Regions from separate parts of the Mus musculus genome. Here all the other regions are linked to region 3. The links are chromatin contacts, called in public HiChIP or PLAC-seq and promoter capture Hi-C maps. All regions are on one chromosome and are shown on one strand. The core of a region is the stretch at or near the end of the contact, and the rest is flanking DNA. Distances in the headings are between cores, read along the strand shown.

Evidence for each region. Promoter capture Hi-C pulls out the DNA fragments that hold promoters and counts their contacts. HiChIP or PLAC-seq counts read pairs in DNA pulled down with a chosen protein or histone mark.
Region 1: a contact with region 3 is called in an H3K4me3 HiChIP or PLAC-seq map of pro-B cells, with 3 times the contacts expected there. The contact joins the enhancer-like site here to the promoter of Arid1b in region 3. A contact is called at or near these places in 3 of 39 promoter capture datasets (the C10 cell line, hippocampal neurons and maxillary cranial neural crest) and 4 of 115 datasets of contacts at active chromatin or transcription factors (embryonic forebrain, forebrain, large pre-B cells and 1 more).
Region 2: a contact with region 3 is called in a promoter capture Hi-C map of hippocampal neurons, with 10 times the contacts expected there. The contact joins the enhancer-like site here to the promoter of Arid1b in region 3. A contact is called at or near these places in 2 of 39 promoter capture datasets (hippocampal neurons and pre-B cells), 2 of 484 Hi-C or Micro-C datasets (cerebral cortex and forebrain) and 3 of 115 datasets of contacts at active chromatin or transcription factors (embryonic forebrain, forebrain and large pre-B cells).
Region 4: a contact with region 3 is called in a promoter capture Hi-C map of hippocampal neurons, with 5 times the contacts expected there. The contact joins the enhancer-like site here to the promoter of Arid1b in region 3. A contact is called at or near these places in 2 of 39 promoter capture datasets (hippocampal neurons and maxillary cranial neural crest), 1 of 15 datasets of contacts at CTCF or cohesin (pro-B cells), 1 of 484 Hi-C or Micro-C datasets (cerebral cortex) and 3 of 115 datasets of contacts at active chromatin or transcription factors (embryonic forebrain, embryonic hindbrain and forebrain).

The regions. Positions count from the first base shown.
Region 1 is chr17:4,444,247-4,449,354 of GRCm38.p6, reverse strand. No RefSeq gene overlaps it. Among named protein-coding and RNA genes, the nearest start is that of Gm34259, 170 kb to the left of the region's middle. Within about 2 kb of position 3,519, at least 7 of the 459 cell types and tissues checked have an H3K27ac peak or open chromatin away from gene starts, as enhancers often do. A contact at or near this core is called in pro-B cells, where this site is marked.
Region 2 is chr17:4,380,812-4,385,923 of GRCm38.p6, reverse strand. No RefSeq gene overlaps it. Among named protein-coding and RNA genes, the nearest start is that of Gm41516, 190 kb to the right of the region's middle. Within about 2 kb of position 3,458, at least 15 of the 459 cell types and tissues checked have an H3K27ac peak or open chromatin away from gene starts, as enhancers often do. A contact at or near this core is called in hippocampal neurons, where this site is marked.
Region 3 is chr17:4,992,546-4,997,595 of GRCm38.p6, reverse strand. Arid1b (AT rich interactive domain 1B (SWI-like)) reads right to left here and starts at 2,522. Exons shown (of 20, transcript NM_001085355.1): 1 at 1,104-2,522. The coding sequence starts at 2,501.
Region 4 is chr17:4,462,832-4,467,663 of GRCm38.p6, reverse strand. No RefSeq gene overlaps it. Among named protein-coding and RNA genes, the nearest start is that of Gm34259, 150 kb to the left of the region's middle. Within about 2 kb of position 3,318, at least 11 of the 459 cell types and tissues checked have an H3K27ac peak or open chromatin away from gene starts, as enhancers often do. A contact at or near this core is called in forebrain and hippocampal neurons, where this site is marked.

The DNA.
Region 1 (5,108 bases), core at 2,270-4,769, 550 kb after region 3:
AGTCCAAGTGAATCAATGACCTCCACATAAAACCAGATACACCGAAACTTATAGAGGAGAAAGCAGGGAAGAGCCTCGAACGCATGGGCACAGGGGAAAGATTCCTGAACAGAACAGCAATGGTTTATTCTGTAAGATCAAGAATGGGACCTCATAAAATTACAAAGCTTCTGTAAGACAAAGGACACTGTCAATAAGACAAAAAGGCCACCAACAGATTGGGAAAGGATCTTTACCAATCCAACATCTGATAGAGAGCTAATATCCAATATATACAAAGAACTCAAGAAGTTAGACTCCAGAAAACCAAATAACCCTATTTTTAAAATGGGGAACAGAGCTAAACAAAGAATTTTCAACTGAGGAATATCGAATGGCAGAGAAGCACCTAAAGAAATGTTCAACAGCTTTAGTCATCAGGGAAATACAAATCAAAACAACCCTGAGATTCCACCTTACACCAGTGAATGGCTAAGATAAAAAACTCAGGTGACAGCAGATGCTGGCAAGGATGTGGAGAAAGAGGAATACTCTTATATTGCTGATGGGATTGCAAGCTGGTACAATCACCCTGGAAATCAGTTTGGCTGTTCCTCAGAAAATTGGACATAGTACTACCTGAGGACCCAGCTATACCACTCCTGGGCATATACCTGAAAGATGCTCCAACATGTAATAAGGACACATGCTCCACTATGTTCATAGCAGCCTTATTTATAATAGCCAGAACCTAGAAAGAACCCAGATGTCCCTCAATAGAGGAATGGATACAGAAAATGTACATTTACACAATGGAGTACTACTCAGCTGTTAAAATCAATTCATGAAATTCTTAGGCAAATGGATAGAACCAGAAAATATCCTGAGTGAGGTAACACAATCACAAAAATTCTAACCATTTTAATGGTTTCTTTTATGTTCTGCTTCCTTCCTCTCCCCTTCCCTCCCTCCCCTTCCCTCTTGTACTCTTTTCTCCTCTCTTCCTTTTTCCTCTCTCCTTTTCACCTCTCTTCCCCTCCCCCTCTCCCCCTCTCTTTCTTAAGGTAAGATAGTCTTACATCAGTCAGGCTTGCCTAGAACCCCCATATCAATGCTCATGCTTCAGCCTCCTTAGTGCTAGGGTTGCAGGGAGGAGCCACCATGCTACCTACCCTATAATACCTTTTAGTTCATACATTATCTCTAAGGTAGACTCTTGGTTTTAATAAATCATGTCTTAATATTGTCTGGTGCCCTCACAGGTATGGTAATTAGTACGGACACATGTAAGCTACAGTGGAATTGCCTACAATCATATGACTCTAGAAACTATTAAGTCCAGAAAAATGCTCTGTCAAGGGATGAATTGGAAACTTCAGGATTCTTTAGAAAGTCTGTTGGTTTGGACAGTGTTTTGCTGGGGCAGTGTTTTGCTGGGGCAAACACTTGCAGAAACATTTATCTGAAGTGGACACAGGTGAAAGACTAAGGCAGACACATGAAGGAACATTTAGCTGAGGCAGACACAGGTCAAAGGATGTTCTGCTAAGGCAAAAAAAGGACACATGATGAAGGACTCCTTGCTAACAACATGCATGTGTTGGTCTGCCTTACATTTCGGAGTTGAGCTTCATTTGTTGGGACTCCATAGAGAGAAACGCACCAGAAAACTTTTGATGGTGTGTTGCCTTTTCTTGTTGCTTCCTCGAACTTGGGCTGATTGACAGAGTGATGTCAGCTGATACGGATGCATGAGCTGAGGCAAGAACCATGGAGGGCAGGTGATGTTTGGAGGGTATAAGTAGGACTCAACGGACAGTGACAGAGGCTGACCTAGGCTTGTGGGTCTCTCATCATCACTGATCTTCAATTTGCCTAGAGAGGCTCAGAGGAGAACTTCTCCTGACATTCCGAATCCTGGTCCCTCTGTTGACTTGTGCTGAGCTGCTGCTGCCTGCTAACCTGTGGACTGAACTGCTGATTTCCAGACAACACAGATGGGAATTGCTCCAAAGTACCTTTCTAAACAGGTCCACTTCCCCTGTATCCTGTCTTTTCCACCACCTCTGGTGGATGGTGGGCTAAAATGGAGATTAAAGTGTTTAAGAAGCATCATTAATAATAAGATTTGAAAAACATTAGTTGCAAAGGGATTTTGGATTTTGGATTTTCTAATAATACATATTCTCTAGACATTGAATAAGACCTTGATAACATTTGCTGTATTCTGAGACAAAGACTTCAAACCCAAGAGATTTATCTCCATTGAGTTTTACTTGCAATTCCCACAGATTGATATCAATCTCTTTCCCTTCAGGGTTGCCAAATGTCCCATAGCTTCTGAATTTCAAAGAGGAGACCTGGCTTCCTTCATGAAGACTGAGACCCTGCTATGCTTTACAGAAGCACAGCCTTGCTCCATCATGGTTGATGACTCAGAGATGACTACTGTACCCTAAAATATGGTCCTTCATGTGCAGCTTTGATTATATGTTTAGGTTGTTCAATTATATTTAGATAGAAAATGCTAATTATTCTCTAAAATAAAAATAACTATATTGTCATTAAAAGGAACGAGAAAGGTATTTGTTTCTACTATTGTACAGATGGGAGTCTATACTCAGAGGTTTTTAAATTCTCTAATAGTATGTGAATCATTACAGCTTCATAGACCTTAAGAGCCATAACAAAGAAAATGCTTTTTTGTTTAGACCTCAAAATAGAACATTGAGAGTTCTGCCAACCTTGTTCCAAAATATATGAACACAATGAGATATTCCTCTCAGGCTCACTAATTTAGTAATAATTATTTGAATTTGGAGTCATCAGCTAGCTTTTATGAAACTATCAGGTACTGAACTCACAATTCCAAGAAATCCAGAGTCGCTTAGACTATTTCTTACCTACAGAGATGTCAGCTCCTATGTCTAGTTGTTAAAAGTTTCTGAAAAAGTCTTTTTCACAGGACATAGAACCCCCTTTTCCTCCTGCGCCCCTCTTCTGCCCTGTTATTTGGAGGAAAACCATGCAGGCATGAATGCAAAGCAGAAGGTCCCTTTGATGAGAGTCCTGAGTCCTAGTGATAGCACAGAGGAGTGTCTGTGGAGCAGGGTGCACACTCCTCTTATAGAGCCTTGATCAATGTAAGTGGAGAAGGATTCTACTCTGCATTGGTGAAACTGAGACACACTGTTCCTAAACTACCAAGCAGAGAGCATTCCGATGACTTTGTTCTAATGATGTAATATATGTTCATTTGGTCACAGATTGTTGCTGTTTCTATCTATAAAGGGACAGCATTGAGAAATCTTAGCATATATTCTGTTTGATTCTACTCAGTGTTGATTGATCCATTTAATACTACAGGCTTCAAAGCTCTACAAATCTACCACCGATGATCATTTTTTCTTTCTAACCTGCTTTGTCAATCTGTGGTGGTTTGAATAAAAATGGCCCCCATAAGCTTATAAGGGAGTGGTGCCATTGGGAAATGCCTTGTTGACCACTATTGGCCTTGTTGGAGGAAGTGTTACAAGGGGATGGGCTTTGAAGTTTCAGATGCTCAAGCCAGGCCCAGAGGGTCTGTTTCCTGCTGCCTGTGAATCTAGATATAGAACTTTCAGTTCCTTATCCAGCACCATGTCTGCCTGCATGCCACTATGCTTCCTGCCATGATGATAGTAGACTAAACCTCTGAATCTATAAGCCAACCCCAATGTTTTCCTTCTTAAGAGTTGCCATGGTCATGGCATTGCTTCAAGCAATAAAAACCCTATCTGACACAAATCACATACTCTTATCTTGTTTTTTTATACTTCTTGATGAATCAAAATTTTTTAATTAGTGAAGTTGATAGTTTCTGTTTTGGAAGCTAGTGTATGGTCTTACTTTTAATGAACATGTCAGATATTTACAACTTACATTATAAATATAAAATCAGAAATGTGCTTGGCCTGCTACATACCTGGGATGTCCTTTCACAATTATCAGCTTGACTACATCTGGAATTAACTTAAACCATGGAATGGAAGACACACTGGAAAGGATTTTTGCTTAATTTGAAGTGGGAAGATCCATTTCTATCCAGAGCTCTGAGGTAGAAAGATACTTTAAGTGTGTAAAAGATCCTTAATCGAGATCACTGGAGCTGGGAAACCCTATAATCTGGGCCACACCTTTTGCGGAAGCCAATACAAGGACATGAAGAAGGAAAAGGAAGCTTTTGTTCTTTGCTTACTTGTTCTCACATCAGTAGCAAGTCCATTCCTTCACTTTCATTAAAGTTTGCTTTTCCAGGATTCCAGTCTCCTGAAGACCACCTGAAATATCCAACTATTACATAAGCAACTATTAGATTTTTGGATTTTCCTTTTACAGCCAGCCATTGTTGAATTATTTGGACCACAGTCATTCTAATAAATCTCATATACATGTATATTTATATATACATATATTCACATATATACACAAATGTATGTGAGTACTCATGTATGTGAGTATATATTCATTCTATAAATTGTTATCCTAGATAACCCTGACTAATACAATTTTCCTCTCAAGTAATATCTGTGTGTGTTCACACACAGATATGTGCATATGTGTATGTCTGTGTACATGTACCTATACATATACATAAGGGGGATTTACTGCAATGACTTAGAGGCTGCAGTGAAGCTAATCCAACAATGTCTGTCTATGAACAGAAAGTCTAAGAATCCAGTAGTTTCTCAGACCACAAGGCTGGATGTCTCAGGTGGTCTTCAGTATGTGCTGGAGTCCAGAAAACATAGACTTTAATGCCAGTGAAGGAATTGGCTTGCTAGTAAGGCAAGGGCAAGCAGGCAAAGAGCAAAAGCTTTCTTATTTCACACACATACATAAGTATATATATGTATTTCTAGCAGAAGGTATGACCTAGATTAAGTGTGTGTCTTCCCACCTTAATACCCAAATGAAAGGATCTTCCTCCCTCAAGATCCAGATCAAAGGCAGGTATCTTCCCACCTCAAAACATTCCAGACTGGAAATAGATTCACTCACTTTAAACCAAACAAAAAACTCTCTCACAGGTGTGCCCTCCATTTCTGGATTGTAGTTCATTCCAGATGTAATCAAGTTGACAACCAATA
Region 2 (5,112 bases), core at 2,209-4,708, 610 kb after region 3:
AGGGGAGAGACTATGCCATTGAGGAATTGCTTGCTTTTATTCTTGATGTCCATTAGGAATGGCTTCTCCTCAGGCCACTTACCTACTCATTCATTGGCTTGTGACCATGTTAGTTGATAAAATAGAGATTATCCTAACATTATGGGGCTTATATATGAATGGGGAAAGACAATAAGCAATAAATAAGTCTTAAAATATATAATGTTTTAACAAACATATAAGACAGAGAAAAGCAGATGGATGGACTACCGTGGGAGTGACTTTAAATCCATATGAACAATCAATGAACATTCTCAATATGAAGGTGACATATAAGGGTAATGAGGGAACCAACTACGTGGAAATGGATGGAGGAGGAAAGACAATGGTACCATCACACCAATAGTTAGGTCAAGCCAAAGTTCATGGATTGACAAGAAGGGAGAAAGAAGAGCCATTGTATGGTGGCAAACTCACACAGAAGTATCTTGATCATTCAGGAATAGAAACAGCACTGACGTACTTTCTTCCGGAAATCTCCTTATCCTCCTAAGGACCACAGAGCACCGATCTAGCACTGGGGGCCTGGGTTTGAATCTCAGCTCAGTCTTTAATCCAGCTATTTAGTCCATACACCCTTCTCTGCTCTTGGTCCTCTTACCTTAAGATGAGAGGTTGAGCTAGCCAACGTCCAGCTTTTCCACGCAGGCCACTCAAAATTTTCCAGCCTTCAATCCTCACCCTAAGGTGTGAGGCTGGCTAGCCAGTGTCCAGCTCTTCCAGGAGACTATGAAACCTCTTTTACCTTTCGTCTCTGTGGCCTTAGGCAGGCGATTGGGCCAGGCAATGTCCAACTTTTCTCAATTCCGAAGTTTAACATTTCTTTTAAAAGTACACTTTATTATTGTAAGATTTATGTAATATTCTAATTTTGTTTCCCTTGGAATTTAGATAAAATTTCATTATACCTACATGTCAGTAAAATAAAAGTGAGAAATCACAGTATGTGAATTATTTTAAACTCTATTGTTGCTGCTCTTGTTATTACTGGATAGTGAACAGAGGAAGGCTAGGGATGAGCAAAGACAGCACATTTAGTAAATGGTCTTATTTTCCTACATATCTATCTACACAGAGCTTTTCTGTCTATAAGTTCATTCATGACACTTAAAGTTTAAAATTTTCTAAAAGAATTTCATGCAAGAATATTGCATCTACAACATGTCCACCCCTACTTCCTATTTCTTCCACTTTAGGATGAGGAGAGCAAAGATAGAAGGGGTTATGTAGCCTCTTCCAAGGACTGGACCTTGACTTGCCTATCCTCTTACTCAGAGATCAAGGCTGAAAAGTTTTCATGGAAGATCTGGACATTATCTAGGCCAAACCCCCACTCTGTGTGTGTGTGTGTGTGTGTGTGTGTGTGTGTGTGTGTGTGTGTGTGTAGAGAGAGAGAGACAGAGACAGAGACAGAGGGACAGAGAGAGACAGAGAGATACAGAGAGACAGACAGAGAGAGACGGAAAGAAATAGAGAGGAGGGGGAGAGGGAATGGAAGAGGGAGAGACTCTACTGAGTCAGTTTAGTCTTGTTCATATATGTATATGTGTTTAGGGCTGAACACTCAAGATTGGATAATCTATCAGGAAACTCATCCATAGAAGAGACTGACTGATTCCCCCTCTCTCAATGGCCAGTGATTGCCTATAGCTCTTAATATCAGGGGTGGAGCCTTGTGAAATCTCCCTTATCCACACTGGCATGTTGACTGGTGGGTTCAATGGAGTCTTGTTTTCAATTTTCCTGTTGAGAATTGATGGATGCAGCTCCCCTAATATGGCTGGAAGACAGCATCTTTCAGAAGACATTTGGGCCATGTGGCTCTTAGAATGTTTCTGCTCCTTCTTCCCCGATAGTTCTTGATCCTTAGCTGTATGTTTGTGTTATAGATATACTAATTTGAGTTAGGCACCTGGTAGTCACTTCTCTGCATTTTGTCTAGTTGTGGGTCAACATGATGGTCTCTGCTATTAAATAAAAGCTCTTACTTCTCATTCAAGTTCATTGTTTCAACCATGAGACATGAAAAAATAAGTAAAGGAAGTACTCATGACTATAGAAAGGACATTCACGACACTAATAGAAAAAGCTGAACAGGAGCACATTTGAGAACACCAATAGCTAGTTAACGGCTAAAGAAACACTAGAGCCCATGTCCCTTGGGTGAGTCTAATTCTCAACAGCAACAAGAATAGACATGCTAGGTGATATTTATGAATAGAGCTGTTATAATTGCATATTTCAAGGGAAAACACTTTCTTCAAATTCCACCATCAATAAAAGCCATAAGATTTTCCTTTCCACCTGCAAATATTAAGAGAACGTGAGTTTAACAGTGGCCAAGGGGAAAACAAACTATTAAGATCAAATTTCCAAAGGGCCATGAGCAAGATTGGAGTTGTGTGAGAGAAAGTGGATGAGGAACACAGGGAAACTGTGGGGATTTGGGGTGAGGGGGATATGGGAAAGTATCCTAGAGTAGGGTAACATTTCAGCTGTCTTAGAGGAGATGAGCCAGGAATTTCTCTGCAGAAGTTTGCCAGGTAGAGAAAAGAGCAAACGGCAGGCAGGCAGGCAGGCCTACTACATACAAAACCATGTTTATGGAAAAGCACATGGCACAAGTAGTCATCCAACATGCTAGGAGCCAATTACGTTGGGAGTGGAACAGAGGTGCAGCTTAAGAAGGAACTTGAGAGAAGTAACACATCTTCAGTTTTCCAAATCTAAGATGTTGACATCCAAGGACTGGAAGTGGAGATGTCACCTGTACATAGGACACAGGGTCTCATTGTAGCTGTGTGTTCAGAATAGATGTCTGTTCAGGTAGCTGTGCATCCCAGACTTCCCTTCCCTCCCCTCCCCCTTCCTTCATTTCTGATGAAAGTTCTAGTCTTTCTGATGAGATCTAGTTCTCTGGATATAGCACAGATGTCCCTTTATTTGCATTTCCATTCCCTTGCCTGCCAACAACTCAGATGGAGATGTAGGCCTGATGAAGTCTTCACTCAGGAGGAACTTGGACAACATTTGGAGAGAGTATGCAAAGTGAGATTCTTTCCAAGGGGGCAGCATGGGTATGGCTTGGCCCCCTTGCTAGGGTATGAGCTAGGTATAGAGATTTATTAGCAAGTTGTTCAATGGAAGGCTTATGTTTTGAACCTAAGGTAGAGACCCAGAAAATCCTCTTCTCCTTTCTCCCTAAAAAGGGATGGGGAGAAAAAACACAACCGTTCCTTCAAATGGGATAACATTTATGGAATATATCGTTCCCAAAATAAGATCCTCCAATTTGGGAGGAAAAAAAAAAACCCTAGCTGAAATAAATGAAAATAACAGATGGGAGAGGAATAGCAGAAGCTCTCCAAAGAACAGCGAGAGATACAGAGCGGAGAGTCATCTGTCTAGAAAACGATCCTCGGCTGTACTTTTGAAATTAAAGGTACACTGGCTTCTGAAGAGAGTGCAATTCTCCTCCTGACAGTTCCCCCGTCCACATTATGTCCTTTCTGGGCCAAGGTTAGCTCAGAAGAGGTATCATTTTCTTTTCTATTCCTGCGTCTCCCATTTGTGTGGTTTCCATCTGTTTGAAGGTGTTAAGATCAAGTGTTCTGGTCTCCTGGATAAAGGTTTGGGCTCTTGACAGAGTGCTGCGTAAATACAGAGCTGCAGGATCAGCATGGGGATATTTAATAACACATTGTTTATGTTCTTATTTGGCTTGTTTGAGAGCAACTGCAGCAAGGTGGGCCCCCCAGCAGCCGGCAGAGCACCCCTGACAGCAGTCTTGAGCCTGCTGCTCCTCCGCTGAAGACTGGCAGCCTCAAGTACAGCAAGCATCTGCCTCCTCGGAGGACTCTTCCCTCAGTTCGCATTCAGAAGAGCTTCATTTTGATGCTTTATTGACAATGGAAATTATTCAAGTTACATAATTCATGATGTCAGCTCCATGTGGGGTGTTTTTGTCTGCTGTGTTCTGTGCTGCTGTTTCTTCTGAGTGTCCCTAAGGCTCTCTACTCTGACCCAGTAGTTTGGTCAGACTTAGTTTGCTGACTATGACCATACTCTGTCTGGCTGCTCACTCTTCTTCTGGTATCATGCAAATGATAAGAGGGGAAGCTTTGGCCAGGCAATTAAATCTTCCACTTTGGGTTTTGTTCAGGCCCAGGGAACTGAATCTGCCTTCACACTGCCAATTACAAAGCCATCCTGTCCACTCTCATTAATACCATTCACCTGCAACCTCCTTCAAATTTCCCAGTCTCTCCAGAGTCAACGGACCAACCTAAATGGAAACCTTTCTGAACCTTTACTGCTGCAGAAGGAAGACCCATGAGGGAAGTGGAGCAGTATAAGTGTGTATCAGATAACTAAGCAGAAAACTAAGATTGGAGCTCTGTAGCCTACCTGTAAGCAAGTAAGGTGTAAGCCATTGTTAAGAATAAACCATTCCCAAGTCAGGGTCAGGAAAACCCAGGAAACAATACACTAAAGTTCTTTTAACAATTCCCAACCCCGCTTTCTTGTTTTTAGAACATATTTGAGCAAGACAGGATTAGGGGATATATCTTGGCTCTCCACCATCAGATGTGACCTCAGATCTGCACTTATTAGGTAATGGATAAGTTGGGAAGCAACAGCCTACCTACTCTGTTTTCTGCAGGATTCTGACTCTTGCTGCCTCATTGTCTTGAGGAAGCAGGTGTGGGTTGTGAAATGAGTAAGAAAGAAGGGGAGTGATGATAAGAAACACTCTGCAGTTGGGGGTAGAGAAGAAGGAGAGGCACAGCCAACTGACTTCCCAAACAGAGACATTGTCACATCAAGATTGTGGCTTTGACTTTGAATGTTAGGCTGTGGTGGCATATCTGCTCATAGCCAGAGACTCCCAGGCCATGAGTTTGTTCCTTCCTAGCTCAGTATAATTTGTTTCCTTCTAAGCCCAATTTTTTTTTTAATCAGTAAAAAAGTGGGTCTTGTTCTCTAAGATCTGCATCTCTCAAGTATGGCACCCTTCTTTTGCCTTCTGTAGCAATATAAACCTAATAAAGACCCACTGTTTGGGGATCTTTT
Region 3 (5,050 bases), core at 1,273-3,772:
ACAATTTAAGCTCTAAATAGTATTCAATCTTCCATGTGCTTGGAATAGAGTTCAGTTATTATTTGTGTCAGGAATTTTTGTGACTGTACTGCTCCGCACTTCTATTTACATCAGCAGTGCTAAATGCCCAATGGTGAGAGGGGAGCCAATCAGATGGCAGATTAGATGTCAACTCAGAGGCAGCTGTCTGGAGACTATTACAGCCAGTTTACCTCCACAATTCAAATTCCAAACCTTGCAAAGGAGAGATCAAGTCAGTCTTTAGGCTCAGCCTACTAGCAAGAAACAGCCAGAGCGCAAGACACTTCCTAACAACGCTGTTGGACTTGGGAGACAGCAAAATCAAGAAAATCCACTCAAATACGATCCACAACGACCCATTTTCTCTGGCCTACTACCTTACTAGGTTTGCTGAATAAAAAAGGAAAACCTAACCCATGATCAAAATAAGTTCCATCGATCCGGAATCTATTCCTTCAACATCGCCTCCCGGTTGAAGGTGACTCCTTCCAAGGAGCCCTTAGCCCCATAATGGATCTCTCCCCAGCTATTCTTAGGAACGAATCGATGTTATTTTACAATATTTCGCCTCCGCCCGTTGTAAATCTGGGTCTTATTCTTGCTGGTAAACATCCAAACTCCACCAGCCACGGCTGTCACAAAGCTAACCTCGGTTTTTGGGTTTTTTTTTTTTTTTTTTTTTGGTTTTTTTTTTCCCCCTGCCTCCTCCTCGCAAGGGGAATGGGAAACCGACCGAGGCCCGAAGAGAGAAAGTTCCTCTCTCCCCGCGCCCACTCAGGGCACACCGTGGGCGCCGGCGGAGTCAAGCCGGGCCCCGGAGCCCGCTGCCCCGAGAGCCCTCCCCGGGCGGGCGCGGCCTGGGGCACCGAGGTCCCGTCCCGGGCCTGGCACGGGAGCGCAGCGCGCAGCAAGGGCGCGGGACACCCCGGCTCCCCAGCCCCGCCAGCTCCGGCCCCGGCCCGGCGGCGCCGCGCCCCCGCCACCCCCGCCAACCGCCGGGAAAAGTACCCGGCGAAGAAAGAAAGTCGGGCTCGCGGCGCGAGGCCCGGGCGGAAGCAGGCCCGGCCGGGCGCGGGGGTTACCTGGGATCTGCCCATGGTCGGTCCGGGGGTGCCGGGGCTCATCGCCGGGTGACTCCTTTGTTGCGCGGCCGCCCAGGCCGGGCTGGCAGCGGCGTACTGGGCGCCTAGGTCCTTGCCCAAGCCCATGCCCGCGGCCGCCTGCTGGCCACCCGCCGCCGCCCCCGCCGCCGCCTGGGACTGGGGCTGCGACGGCGGCGGCGGCGCGCTGGAGCTGCTGTAGTCGGGGTAGCTACCGCCGTAGCTCCTCATCATGGGGCTGGGTGAGGTGAGCAGCTGGTTGAGGGTCGGTGTAGCCCCCGACGGGTGCTGGTTCTGGCCGGCGAAGCGCTGGAAGCCCCCCGCCGCCGCCGCCGCGCCGGCGGCCGCCTTGCTGAGGCTCGCGGCCCCGCCGCCCCCGGGGCCCATCATCATGCCGCCGCCCTGCTGCCGCGGGGAGCTCAGCACCCCGTACCCCGAGGACGAGCTCCCATAGCCGCCGCCACCGCCTCCTCCTGCTGCTGCTGCTGCTGCCGCCGCCGCCGCGGCCGCCGCCGCCACAGCTCCGGCTCCTGCTGCCGCTGCCGCTGCTCCTCCTGCTCCTCCTGCTCCTCCTCCTCCTCCACCTCCTCCGCTGCCTCCTCCTCCTCCGCCGCCGCCGCCGCCGCCGCCCGCGCCGGGCCGGCTGTAGCCCGGATAATGGTTGTACTGGCTGTTGGGGTACCCTTCGTGGGAGTTCTGCAGGGGGTCCATGCTGCTGGGGGCCCCGGCGGCGGCAGAGGCGGAGTGCATCATCCCCATCCCGGGGCTTTGTTGTCCGCCATGTTGATCAAAGCAAGGCCCAGCGCGGCCGCCGGGGCCGCCGCTAGCAGGGGCAGCGCTGCCATAGTAATTATTAAACTCCGAGACGGCCGCTGGGCCGCCGCCGCCCCCGGGCACGGCGACCGGCGCGGGCTGCTGCTGCGCGCCCAGGCCCGGGTGCTCATAGCGGCTGCCCGCCGGCTCCCCCATCTTGGGCGGCGCGTCGTCCTCGTCGCCCGGTTTGCTCAGCAGAGGCTGGCCCTGCGGGTCAGCCTGATTGCCCGCGACACTGTCCTTGGCGCCTCCATGTTGCGGCTGCTCCATGTCCGGGCCGGGCTGAGGCGCGCCGCCGCCCGCACCGCCCAGGCTGTTGTTGGCAGTGGGATGCTGCTGCTGCGGCGGTGGCGGCGGCTGCTGCTGCTGTGGCTGCGGCGGCTGCGGCTGCTGGAACTGGTTTAGCTGCTGCTGTAGTGCGTGGTGGTGGTGGAGGTGGTGGAGGTGGTGGGCATGGTGGTGGTGGTGGTGGTGGGCATGGTGGTGGTGGTGCTGCTGATGGGGCGGTGCAGCGGGGGCCTCGCCAACGGCTTTCAGTTTGTGGTTGGGGAGCAGCCCGGTCTCCATGGTCGAGCCGGGGCCCGCCGAGGAGGAAGAGGCCGCGACGGCGGCGGAGGAGGACAGCGCGGCGGCGCTTCCACCCTCCTTGAGAGCCGCCTCGGAGCGGCCGCTCTGCGCGCTGTTGGAGCTGGCGGCCGCCGCGGCGCTCGCGCTATGGGCCATGTTCAGGTCGTGACGGGGGTGCAGGGGGTGGTGGTGCACATTATTCAGGCCGCCGTCGCCGCCCCCCAGGATGGGGCCCGGAGCCGCCACCGCGCCGCGCGCGCCCGTCTCCAGGTCCCGGGCCCCGGGCGCCGGCCGCGGCCCCGAGGGCGCCCGCCGCTCGCCGCTGCCCGCCCGCGCCCGCGCCGCCGCTGCTGCCCGCGCGGCCATGATCGCCGCGGCGTGGCGCGGCCGGGCGGGGTGGGGGGAGACAATGTCCCCACTCGCAGCCGGCCGCCCCTCCTGCGCGCATCCACGCGGCCCGCGGGGAAGCGCGGTGCCCTCCCCACCCCACCCCCCGCAGCCCCGGGCCGCCCGCCGGGGGCGCGCCTTTGCGCTCGGGGGCTCGCGCCCGCTACGGCCTGAACGGGCGGAAAGTTTTTTAGTTCCGCTTGCAATGAAACTTTTCTCTCTCCCTCCCTCACTCTCGCTCGCTCTCTCTCTCTCTCTTTTTCCCCCCTCTCTAACCCGGATATGGGGGGGGGGGGGAAATGCACGACTTGCCTGAGCCTAATCGGGCCCAGCGCGGCGTGAGGGAGCCGAGCGAGCCGGAGCAACTATTATCCGCTTCTCTCCGAGGGCTGCTGCGCACTCGCAAAACGCGGACTGGACTCGGCCCCGGGCGCCGCCGCTGAGCGCACGTTCGCCCGCCAGCTCGCCCCGCTCACCCGGCTGGTCTCGCCCGGCCTGGCGCGGAGGGCCCGGCCCGGGGGAGCGAGGGGAGGGGGGGGGGAACCGGCTGCCGGCGCTCGGGGCCCGAAGCTGCTCGGTCCCCTCGTGCCTCCGGTCTCCCTGCCAACCCGCGCGCGGCCCTGTGTTTGTTTTCACGTCTAAAGGGAGCGGTACGAAGGTGGAAAACGAGTCTGAAGAGCAGACAAAAGAGGGAGAAGGGGCTGGGAAGCAAAGTTGTCTGTTGGGCCTCAGAGGTGGCGAGGAGCCGGTGGAGAAGAGAAACACTCAGGCAGGCCGGGCAAAAGCACTCGGTCTCTCTCAGGAGTTATGTAATTTTTCACAACCTTGGCCTCTGCGCCTGAATTTCAGGCCATCGGCTTAATTCCCACAACTTCATCCAACTGAGAAATTATGAAAGACTTAAGTGAAGGTTAAGCAGCAAAGACTGCTGTGCCGTGTACACAGCAGGCACTCAATAATTGCTTATGATTCACCACTCCGATCTAAGGTGGTGTTTATATAACTCTTTTTAAAGGCACCGGAAGTAGGTATGAAAACTCCTAGCGTTCCCCATGGAGTATTTTTCTTATAATGCGTTTGGGTGTCCTCGAGTGTGTAGTGTTAGCTCCACACAGCATTCAGGGGACGTTTAACCATTGGTGCAAAACCAGTGCCGGCTAAGGTTTATCTTGGGTCTTCATAAATCTAAGGACGACTTTCATCATATTTCAGAGGTTAATGTGTGCAATTAACCCTCTTGATATGAGTTCACTTCTAAGTAATGGGAAACAAAACCAAATAGATGTATTTAATAAACATAAAATCAATAATAATGCAAACAGTCTAATCCCAAAGCAGAAATATGCAGTACTTGCCCAGTTTTTAAAAGGTGCCTATTGTTTTAGCAGAATAATGTTTTACACATTATTATCATGGAGTAACTAATCTCTGACTGCCTCTGGTATCCAGACTTCTTTACCTAAGCAACAGCTCAGTTATGCTAGAGTGGACTGATTTGTGTGAGAGAACGCATTTGAAACCAAAGCTTCCCAGAGGTCAGGCTGAAGGAATATGCTAGATTCCGGTGCACTGTACTTTTCCAAAATCATTCTTTAGCCGCTTGAAAAAACTATTTTAGCTTATGTCAATTGCCTTGGTTGTGTGCTAGGCCAAGTGTAAATATTTTACATGGCTAAACAGAAAATTCTAGATATTGAGTGGGCTGTAGTAATGACTAAATGGAGAGAAGAGAAGCAGGTATATATACCCCAGGGTCACTGTAGAGTATAGGGACAGTCCATGACCCTATAGAAACAGCTGGGGAGCAGGGAATATATCCATGTGTGTGACGGAGTGACAGCCATAGGCGAGTGTATGACAAGTCATTCCTCAGGTTTTGCCAAACACTACATCTTCTTTTTGTTTTTTAATACTTTTTATTAGGTATTTTCCTCATTTACATTTCCAATGCTATCCCAAAAGTCCCCCATACCCTCCCACCCACTCCCCTACCCACCCACTCCCACTTTTTGGCCCTGGCGTTCCCCTGTACTGGGGCATATAAAGTTTGCAAGTCCAATGGGCCTCTCTTTCCAGTGATGGCCGACTAGGCCATCTTTTGATACATATGCAGCTAGAGTCAAGAGCTCCGGGGTACTGGTTAGTTCATAATGTTCTACCTA
Region 4 (4,832 bases), core at 2,069-4,568, 530 kb after region 3:
CTAATTATATTAATTAATTAAAGAAGTATCATTATAATTTACTGAGATCTACATAAATTAGATGGTTGAAAGAGTTGGTTTTTTTTTAATATGTTCAGCTTTGTGGTGCACAGCCTAATGGATTTCCAAATTGGGAAAGATGCAGAGCAGAGTCATTATCCTACAGTTTAGTCCGTGAATATCAGAGTAGTGGCAGCACGTGATCTATAGGCTTTAGAACGTGCTCCTGCAGATCAGCTTTTGTGTGGACTTCTGATTCCACGTTTTTAATGGTAAGAATGACGTTTTCTGGGGCTGGAGAGAAGACTCAGTAGTTAGAGACCATTGGTAACTAATCATAAACACAAAAGTTCAGATACAAGCAAATGCTTCAAGACCACCCATGTTGGCAGCTCACAAATGCTTATAACTACGGCCTCAATGTATCTGATACTCTCTTCTGGTATCTGGAAGCTGCCACCACTACACACACACACACACACACACCCACACACACACACACACACACACACACACGCGCATGGAACCATGCACACACTTAAAAATCTTAAAAAGCAGTGATGGTTTATGGTTTTTCTTCAGCATGTGGGAAGAAATGAAAAGTACGAAGTACTCCATTCTCTGTACAAATTGAGAAGCAAAAAGCCTGGCTGGGTATCCAGCTTGGAGTTAGACAGTTGTATGTCTCTCTGACCTCTGTCTGACAAGTATACAAAGCCTCCTCAGTCTATAAAATGGGACTCTCCCCAAAGGAGTCTGTGTGGGAGACTCATGTAAGGTACATAGGCGATATGTTAACCGGTCTTGCAGAATGCCCACCCCTACTACACAGGAGCATGGAGTATCACTGGTTATTTTTGTCTCATTTCCTGCACTATCCAAGCTTGTTTCCAGAATGTAATACACATCTTTTGTTTGTCTCCTTAACTCAGAATGTGGGAACTTTTATCCTTTCTGTATGACTGTCTCCCAAGATTTGCTGGTGCTGTTGAAAACAGGATGGACCTCAAAAGTGTTTTCAGCTACGTTATCAGACAAAGATGAACAAGTGAAGAGTGCAGTTTGGATGCCACAGAGTACAAAGATTGCAACATGGTGTCACAACCTTTTCAAAGACAGTCGTGTGCCTGTGAAATGCATTCCCCGGCCATTTTCTTATTCAAAATAAACTTTCAGGCTCCAACAGAGGTCTATAGTTGGTGTTTACCTTGAAGAGACTTTTAATTCTTTGGGATAGCTTTGAGAGTATCCCAGGACTACACCATACCCACGTCTTTCAATCATTAACATCCTTTACACAAGAATTCCTGTGCTCCTCATGTTGATTTCGCCTACACTGATCATTGGTTTGCCATGAATGCATCCAATCTATAGTGACTGATGAGCAGAGGCATCTTTACCATAAAACACACCGGACCTTAATGAAAATGTCTGGTGGCTTTTGTGGGACTCAGGCTTGAGCAGATGTGTAGAGCTAAGGTGACAGTCAAGGTCTAGATATTATTTTTAGCCTTGAATAGTCTTGTAGTCTGGCCTTCCTCCCATTAGCTTCCTGAGTGGGCTGGTATAAACCCATTTTTTATATCTCCCTTGTTCCCGTTTTCTTGTCAGCAGTATTCAACTAGCAGTTAAAATTTCAGAGAAAAGTGTAGGTAGAACCCAGTTGGTACGAGGTTGGAACGTTCCGAGCCTCTGGCTTCCTGTGTGTGCCTTTTTTCTTCTCTCTATGCACATCTTGGCTTTCTAGTGATTCAAACTCCGTCTAAATGTTGCTACTTACCCACCTGTCAAGCGTGGTGTGAGAATAAGAATATCTGAGCCATATTTTTGCTCCTTAGAAGAAAGGTGCTATATAAATACAAAGTGTGATTTCATTAAATGTTCTTGGATGATAACAGCATATGTTAAACTCAATTTCCTTGACCAATTTTATAAATAAATTTTGGTGTTACAATATGGTTGTTTTTATGGTGAGTATGTGTGTATCCTACACTCTGGGCTGTATTTTCTGTCTGGGTGATGCAACATATCAACGTTTAAGAAAAACAAAAGCTTTGTCCTAGACAAATCATGCAATTATTGCTCAAAGTTATTTGCCTTTTTGTACTTACAATAAATGTGAGTGAATTTTCTGCTGAATATAAAGGAGAGAAAAATGCACATCCATAAAGTATATTGTGAGAATGTAGCGTGAGGGTGGAGATGTGGCTCAGTCTAGCCTGCATGAAGTAGCCCAGCATTAAGCAAATGAGGTGTGATACCACACAGCGATGATCCCAGCACTTGGGAGGTAGAGGCAGGAGGCTCAGGAGTTTAAGGCTAGTCTTAGCTACATAGTGAGTTTGATATCAACCCCGGGTGCAGTGGAGCTCATCTATAGAAAAATAGGCTAGTTTGGCTGAATGATCTGCTTTTCTGGTAAATCCGTATAAGTGGCTTGCAGCATGCATGACAAACACATCAATTACAGGGTTGAACATAAACTGCTGCGCTTTTGTGGTCAGGGATGATATTGATTATGTCCCACGGAGCAGCATCAGAACCCCGGCTTAGTCTAAGGAAAAGGTATTACTTCCAGCCTTAGACCACCAAGGCAAGACTCTCCCAAAGAGGTGGAAAGGTATGTTTTACCCCATGGTAAGACACAAGATCACAGGAGTGATAAAATCACAGAAGCCCTGCAGAGTCACAGCCCGGTGCCAGCACGGAAGGCTAATCAGTCTGAAATGCAGAGGACACTTTCTTGGGAGATGTAAGCAAGCATCCATAGCAGCCTCTTGTTCATTTCTCATTTCCTTTGGCAAGTCCATTTCCTCCTTCACAGGCAAGCATCCCTCCAGCTGTGCCTGCCAGGAAATCACCTTCAGTCTTACATTTTTTTTTAACATGTGAAATGATTTTAGATCCCTGTTACCAAGCACAGGGTGTTTCCATAATGGTTCTTCTGATGCTATTACTGTTGTACAGTGTACTTATCAAAACTAAGAGGTTAGCGGTGCTGTAACACTGCCAGTTCCACCATTGGCCTCATTTACATGGTTTAGTTTTTCCATTAACTTTTTTTTCTTCTTCTTTTCCAGGATCCCATTATGCATTTGGCCATCATGCCAATCCAGCTTCTTCCAGTCTCTGACAGTTTCTTTTTCTTTGTCTTTCTTGGCTAACAACGTTTTGAGGAATCCTGTACAATGTCTCTTCATCTGAATTTATCTGATTTTTTTTTAAACCAAAAATATGCTGTGCTAGCTCTCTGTTGTTATGGTAACATGTCTGAGAAAAATCAACTTAAAAGAGGAGAGATTCAGTCTGGCTCCTGGTTTCAGGGTTTTAGCCTCATTTTGTTGCTTTTGGGCCTGTGCTGAGGAAGCACATCAAGGTGGGGAATATGGAGGGAGGCAACACTGCTCACTTTGCTTACTTTGTTGGGGACAAGAAGGAAGGTGGAGGGGGAGGGAGAGGGAAACAGAGATGAAGGTTGACAGACAGAGACAGACAGACAAGTCAGGGACAAAGAGAGACAGAGTCACAGAGATAAGGAGAGAGACAGAGTAAAAGAGACAGAGAAACAGTCACATAGAGACACAGAGACACAGAAAGATAGAGATACAGAGAGAGAAAGAAAAACAGATATAAAGTCAGAAAGACAGAGAGACAGAGAGACAGAGGCAGACAGAGGCAGAAGAGAGAAACAGAGAAGAAAAGAGAAGAGGAACAAGGAGGAGGAGGAGGAATAAAGAAAGGAAAGAACGAGAAGGTAGGCTCAATGGAATGGAGTTGGGTTGGGTCTCCAATAACTGACCTCACCCTACCTACTAAAGCTTTCACCACCTCTCAGCAGCTCCAGCAGGTGAAGACCTAACCATCATCAAGCACCTGGGACCTATTTAATACCCAGACTAAACCACAAGCTGAGGTTATAGGTGTTGGGGCAGGGTAGCACAGAAACACCATATTCCTGTCATTGAACATGTCAGTGTGCACAATTGATCAGATGACATTAACCTTGGTCACTGACTTTAAGTGAGATCCGCTAGTTTTCTCCCTGGGAAAGTCAAGGTATTAACTCTTTCCACTCATCTAGTTGGTACAAACAGGGCACTAAGTTCAACCACAGGGGAGGAGTAACAGGATTTTGTGGTCATGTTCTGAATACTAGTTAGTGAATTTGCAGAAGGGTATGAATATGAGATACAAATAAAATAGCTAGTGCTTATTATGGTTTGATGTATGGTCTTATGGCTTAGAATACCACAGCATGTTCAATAAAAACCATACTTGACAACTTGAATGTAAGCCTTTGCTTGGATGGTGGTTGATAGACTTTCTTGATGCTGCACAAAGGTAGCATTCACAAGGAAGGCAACTGATGGTCTTTGGCAAGCTGTGCTGCCAAGCAGTCATGTATGGAGGCACAGTGAAGTCTCTCAGCTTCCCCTGGGCTGGGCAACCTGACTCCACTTACATGGAGGAATAGGTGTATCCTGCTTCTTTTGAAAACTTCCCATTTGTTGCACTTGTCAATGAGTGTTGCTTGCAGCAATGGATATTCTATTCTAATCATAAGTGATTTTTCTTAATTCCCGATTCCCTTTACATTAATTTTACTTTTTAAACTCTTGAAGATAAAGGAGTACATTTATTTGCTTATTTAAACTAATTACATAACTTGTATTGGCTTTCAGAGAATTAAGTTTCATTATGGGATTTTCCAAATAAAACTTTTTTTTTTTGTCATTTGCCTACAGTGCTTCTTTTTCACCTCTTCTTTTTTCTAAATTAATTCTTTGAGAATTTCATACAGTGAGTTTAGATCACCTACATCCCTCTTTCCT